Regions from separate parts of the Zea mays genome. Here region 2 is linked to region 1. Evidence: chromatin contacts called from public Hi-C data. All regions are on one chromosome and are shown on one strand. The core of a region is the stretch at or near the end of the contact, and the rest is flanking DNA. Distances in the headings are between cores, read along the strand shown.

Evidence for each region. A called contact is a pair of places that touch in the nucleus more often than the background predicts.
Region 2: a Hi-C map of bundle sheath shows a contact between it and region 1, with 3 times the contacts expected there. The contact joins the promoter of LOC100192924 here to the enhancer-like site in region 1. A contact is called at or near these places in 7 of 25 Hi-C or Micro-C datasets (bundle sheath, endosperm, leaf and 1 more) and 1 of 3 datasets of contacts at active chromatin or transcription factors (leaf).

Annotation. Positions count from the first base shown.
Region 1 is chr3:119,377,586-119,380,880 of Zm-B73-REFERENCE-NAM-5.0, reverse strand. No RefSeq gene overlaps it. Among protein-coding and RNA genes, the nearest start is that of LOC103650469, 4.8 kb to the left of the region's middle. Within about 2 kb of position 1,465, at least 16 of the 20 cell types and tissues checked have an H3K27ac peak or open chromatin away from gene starts, as enhancers often do. A contact at or near this core is called in bundle sheath, leaf and tassel, where this site is marked.
Region 2 is chr3:119,456,453-119,459,747 of Zm-B73-REFERENCE-NAM-5.0, reverse strand. It overlaps LOC100192924, which reads right to left and starts at 1,607. Exons shown (of 3, transcript NM_001138108.1): 1 at 1,209-1,607; 2 at 711-1,046; 3 at 1-588. The coding sequence starts at 1,483. The coding sequence ends at 507.

The DNA.
Region 1 (3,295 bases), core at 216-2,715:
ATATTTACAACATTAAATCCATTAAATTAAATAATATTTTCAGAACATCAAATTTATTAACCATAACATCAAATTTATCATATCGAAACCTTCATACATCATCCTAATATTATAAGTTAAATCTAATCAATAAATAACATCAAATTCAACAATTTAATAGCATAACTTAAATCTACTATAATAATTTAATTAATACTTACCTAACATCAAGCCACACATGTAATATTAAAAATAGCAAGTATAATGCTTAAAGTCATATGAAAACTAAGAACACTATCAATTAACAATTTTAAACTAACTCTAATCACATGAAAGTTAACTCACGTCGGCCATAAAAATCCGACGAAAATAAACATCTACACATATCTAACTACTATAATCACACTCGCATTCACAGTTAAGGATGTATACCTCAACGACAAGGCGGCACAAGGCGGGTGCAACGGCGTTCGGGGAGGCGGTTGGGGGCGGCAGCGGCACTCGGGGAGGCGATCGGGGGCGACGGCGGTGCTCAGGGAGCCAGTCGGGGCGGCGGCGATGGTGGCCGGCGGGGGAGGCGTCGGTCGGCGCCGGTGTTTGCGACGGCGATGGGGGCCGGCTGGGGCGGCGCGGTGGTCATGACCGGCTGGGGCGGCGCGGCGGCGGCGGTCGATTTCAAGGAAGAGATCAGAGGAGAGGAATGAGCCCGCGCGGGCTCATCCCTGCTCATAAAACATTAATTCCCATCGGCCAGAGTACGGGGCCGACGAGAATAAGGTAATCCCCGTTGGCCTACGCTCTGGTCGACAGAAGTTAAGGTAATCCTCGTCGGCCTGTGTGTGAGCCGACGGGAGTTAATTTATCCACGTCGGCTGTGGGTTAGCCGACGGAAGTTACTTTATCCCGTCGGCCTTTTCTCTGACCGATGGGAATTAACTTGGCCGACAGGAATCGTTAGGATTCTTGTAGTACGTACCCGCGGATCAAAACCTTCACCCGTAGCTACACCCATCGTCGGATCGGATATCGGTTGGGTTTCAGGTTTAGGGGTTAAAATTGTATCCTTGGACCACGCCGTACGTACAGTGGACAGTGCGAGCAGACGAGAAGTGGCTTGAAAGATACAGCTCGATAGATGCAGCGCAATCATGCATGCATGGTTACTCCGATCCATCCCATGCCCACACTGTGCATCCATTAACGACCCAACAGGCGAAGATGGGCTCGCGTGGTACTGGTACGTGCATATATACGTGCGACAACGATGCATGCATGCATGGGCCCGGGATCGCGTGGTCCACGTATACGTACGTACATGCATACCTATACGGCTATACCATCCCATGCATGGAAGATGCAACGATAGCTGGATGCATCGGCAGCTGGCCAACGGAGAAGAGAACGAGAAGCGTGCATGCGCTGCTCCAGTGCTTGGTAGCAGTAACTAGCGTGTGGACACGTAGTACTGGACAGTACAGTATGTGCGCATGTGAGATCGACACGTACGTCGTCGCAAGAATGTAGCTGGGCTCGCTAGTCGTCCATACCACGGAGTAGTACTAGCTAGCTATAGCTAGCCATATATATATATGCATGCATAGGTAGCATATGTATCATCAGCTAGTTGCAACTGCAATGCAACGGACCTTGGATTGTTGTTGCAGCTAGCTGGCTCTCGTGCGTGACGCGTCAACGTCTTGCCATGAATTTTATGGGGTACCGTACGTACCTGTCGATATGGATGTAGTGGTAGTGCTAGCTAGCTGGACTACGGCCTTGCTGGTAAGTAGGCATGCAGCTACCTTTATCCGATCCAGCAGCTATCGGCGTTCTTAAAATAAATCTTAGCGCTAACAAGATCTAGGAAAAACACGCGAACAAGCAGGTACTCTGAGAAGCAGTAATTTTAAATAATCTTCTCTAAAATTTAGCCTAGAGGAGGGGCTTATGAGCCGCCGGAGATGGACTCAGAGCATGTTTAGTTCGCTGCTGCTACAGTTTATCACATCTAAGGTTAGACATGTTTAATTAAGTTAGGTATGTGTTTAATTTATAGCCACAGTTGTAATAAAGATAGAACACTAATATAGGTATAATATATTTAGTTCACTTCATGGTGTGTCCTATACGCTTTTGATAAAAATTTCATAAAATAATACAATGTTACAGTTATTTTTATTAGTTGAGCTCTATATTTTAAGATAGAGTATTGATTTAAGTTACTCTTGGTCTTGGATATGCTATAAAATGCTTAGAGACACCGTGTCGATTATAACAAAAAAATAGTTAAATAATAAAATAGACGTTATTTGTGAACGTAGTAATTATTACTAATCATCTTATCCCAACAGGCGTCAGCGTCAGTGCGAAAGATTGAACGTAAGCGTCGCAATTAACTACACTGCTAATCAGTTGCTATATTATAGCTAGGACAGAGACAACACGTACGCTAGAGAGATCGAGCGTGTGCGTGCGTGCATGCGCGTGGTTTGGTCGATCGCCCACACCACTGACCACACGCACGTACGTGTCACTTTCACTGCCCGCCCGTGCACACAGACTGCGACGTCGTTCCAATTCATAATAGTTCCATGAGCGTGTACGTCCACCACGCAATGTCACGTCTATCATCACGCGCTCTATGCCTCTCTACTACTATATAGTGCAGGTTTAGGAGTTTGGGTTCATTTTATGAGGATTGGGAGTTTGCAAATACTGAGCTAAACGAAACTGCTTACCGGCCTTTGCTCTCCAATTTGTTCTTGTTCAAGTGGTTTTATAGTTCTTTGTCTTTGCCCAGTTGATTTTGAACACAGTTATTCACAGTAGACGAACTATCACGTACATTTACTTTTCTATCTCTTTATTTGTGCCGCACCTCCGATCCTTATGTATTTTACATATGTTTGATTGAAACAGTACAACTCTTATATATATATATATATATATATATATATATATATATATATATATATATATATATATAGTTTATATATTAAGAGCCCTGTGCTTGCAATAACTAGAGGAAGCTCAGGTCGGACGGTGCAATTCGGTCGAGCCGAACCACATCCGGACGTCTATAAAACAGGACCCGGAGTGCTACGGTTCAGTTTTTTACGCTCCACCTCGATTCATTAGCGACGCCGCGTGCGACGACGGCGGTTGCCCCAGAACGTGCGCGGCGGTGGACCCCCAGCCGGTGGCCGCAACTCCATGACCTCGACGCACGGTGGCGAAGGTTCCTCGATCCGGAGTAGTGGCGACGGTTCCCAGGTCGGTGGCGGCGGCTCCCCGATCCAGAGGGCGAGCGACAACG
Region 2 (3,295 bases), core at 358-2,857, 79 kb before region 1:
AAGCAACGACCAGGCTGCTGATCGATAGATAGACAATAGACTGATAGACAAGAAAGAAGAGTGATCTTTGGCTTTGTACAACCACGCATCATGGAGATTCAACTCGACTCTCCACTCCTTTTGCATGTCTTGCTAAACACACACACACACACCCCTACAAGGGGCACAAAAGAAAAAGAACAAAGCGACCACACATCATTCCACGCATGCACAAAGCTTCCCTCTCTCTCTCTCTCTCTCTCTCTCTCTCTCTCTCTCTCTCTCTCTCTCTCTCCTTCCAAGCAAGCAGCTTCATCTTTCGCCTCGCCATGTCTCTGGTTTGCTGCTAGCTGCTGCTCCATTGTTGGCACAGACAATGCTAGGGGAGAAGGTACATAATACTCAACACCACACGCCCACACCCATGCAGGGACGCCTTGGAGAAGAAATAAGACCCCAAAAGAACAAAAGAATTTGCTGGCGCATGCACGCACGCACAGCACAAGCATGCGATAGACGCCTCATCATCAGTTGTTCTTGGCCGAGCCGAGCCCTCTCGCTTCAGACCCTTTCATGATCCTCAGCCTCTTGCAGGTGCTGATGAACATGCTGCAGAGACAAAAGTAGAGGAAAAACCAACGAATCAGATACCGTCGTCCAAATATATATAGACGTACACAATCTCCATGCATATCAAATACTAGTATATATGTTTGGCAAGCACTTATTACCCGAAGGGCACGTCGCCGACGAGCATGAGGTCGCCGTCCTTGTCCTCGTAGGTGACGGCGAAGTCGGAGGGGTTGACGGCGGGCGCGTCGGCGGCGCCGGAGAAGCAGAGGAACATGGCCTCCAGCGCCTCCCGCAGCTCGCGGTAGCCCTTGTACATCTTGAGGTCCACCTTCCTGAGGTAGGGGGCGCCGTCCATGCTCACCTTCACGAACAACCCGCCGGCGGCCGGGGCCTCCTCCGCCAGGGCTGCCGCCGGCTTGTTCTTGGCCGCCGCCTGCTGCTGGAAGCAGCTCTTCCTGTACGACCTCACCGGCGGCCATCCCACCAGCTGAGCCCTGCGCAAGGACGGTGCGTGACGTGAGCCGCTGCATGTGCGCGCCAGGAGTTGCACGCTGCTCTGCTTGCTGCTGCAGACCTGATCTGCGCGCGCGCGTGCGTGCGTGGTGACCGTGAACTAACCGAAGCATCGAATCGCTAACGCTGTAGTCGCTACTCACTTGGCGGCCGGCGGCGGCGCGGCGTCGGCGTCGGCGTCGGTCTCGCAGTCGCGCTTCTTGGGCGCGTCCTCGGGCCCGCTGCTGGCGACGACGTCGCGCTTCTTGCCTCTGGGCGTGGACGGCGGCGGCGGTGCCGCCTTGTGCTGGGGCTCCTCGGCCTCCTCCTTCTCCTCCGTGCCCGGCAGGCCAAGCCTGAGCTCCGTCGCCCTGAGGCTGTCAACGTCGTCGTCGGCCTTGAATCCGTAGCTCGCTGCCGATGCTGCGGCGACCTCCATTGGCGTGTCTTCTTGCTTCTTCCGCACGGCCCGCGTGGGCAATAAAGGCGGTGGTTGCAGCAACCGGCGTCGAGAGGCCGACGAGCTGCGCTGTGCTCTGTCTTGGTCCTTGCTGGTGGTGCCCTTGGCGCTGTGCGTGTGGTTTGGCCGGCGTGATGTTTTATAGAGAGGTGAGGCCTGAGGGAGGGGCGTGTGGGCGTGCGAGGCCCCGCCACCGCCACACACACGTGCCAGAGGTCACAGGCCAGGCCAGAGCCCAGCCATGCGCCGATGGGTGTGCGTGTGGTGCGCGTACAAACCGCTGGGGTGGGTTGCGGAGCAGGGTGCAGCCGTCGGTGGGCCTGCCAGGCCGACCAGGGACAGGCCGGCCCGCCCACCCGCCCCCACACTCCGCCAGTGGCCATCGCGGGCCCCACGGCTTATCCGTCGGGTCACGGGTTAGGCGGCCCATCGCATTCGCATGCGTGTACATACATACTGCCGGGCGGGCGGGTTGTGGACGCACTTCGCAGGCTCCGATCCGATGACCAAAAGCTACATACACTCGGGTCTTGAGGTTCTTTCTGACCGTCTTCTCGACATGGATTTTATTACAGCAATGCAAGGATGAACCCTAAAGCCCGGTCTCTGCCGGGCGCCAAACGAGCGAGTTGAGTATACGGGCCGGCACCCGAATCCATGCACTACTACAAGGATGCCGCTATGGTTGTTACTAACAATTATAAATAGGCAGGCAGGCATGACATGATTAGGACGCATGCGATCATGCATTATTAGAGATATATCGGGGAGCATCTTCGATTCTAATCTGCACATACAATACAATACTATCTATACTCTCTCTCTCTCATCTCCCTCTTCTATGGCCATGCATCATGCATCCATGCACCCCCGTACATACGTTCTTTCTCCTCTTCCCACTAGGCCTTAGCCTGTCCCTTCTTTCTCGAGCCTTCTCGCTTTCTTTAGGTTTGTTGGTTGGCTGGCCAGTGGGGCCTACCTAGGGCAGTAGCCCTAGTGGGGGGGGGGGGGGTGGCTTGTTTATTACCCAGAAAACACGCCTCGCGAAAGCATCGTTAAGCCGCTAACGACAGATATGCCTTGCTTATATAATTTCTATCTCTCTTTGGATACCGCATGCATATATATATATCGGAAAGGATTGTTAATTTTGCACACACAGATAGTGATGTTCCTTTAGCTAACCACTAAATAAAGCTCCTCTTTTTCTTGTTTTGTTTTGTTGTGTGGAACACACACCAGCATGCATGGTCCCCCCCTTCAGGTAAGCTATGATTTTATTTGGTGATGGGATCGATGTCATACTGCGGTGGTCCAGACGCAGAAACCTCTGGAAATTGTCGTCTGATTTGGATTACCTTGTCGTTCATCCTTGCTTTGGATGACTTGCGCTAGATATATGGACCAATTGGGCAGTTCAAATTCATTCCAAATTAACCTTCAGATTATATAGTTTAGATCTTGTGAGCTGTTTTTACTCCCCTCTCCCTATCCTGATCAGTACGTAATAATCCACCACATCGGTTTACTAAAAGATATATGTAATGTTAGATTCTACGGTGTCTAGTATCGATTCCTAAGCTCCTATCCTCAATGACGAGTAGATTTATTCTACTTAGAGGCATAAGGAAACATACATTCATCGTTGTTGTTAACGAGTCCCGCGAGGTGGTGGTGGAGAGGTGTCGTTGTCGTCGGCGTCACCTCCATTTCCCCATGCAGTGGAACAGCGGGTAGCAAGATCCGAGTCGTTTTAGGCAAGTACTAGTATTGGCTTTCCTGCGACCCTTA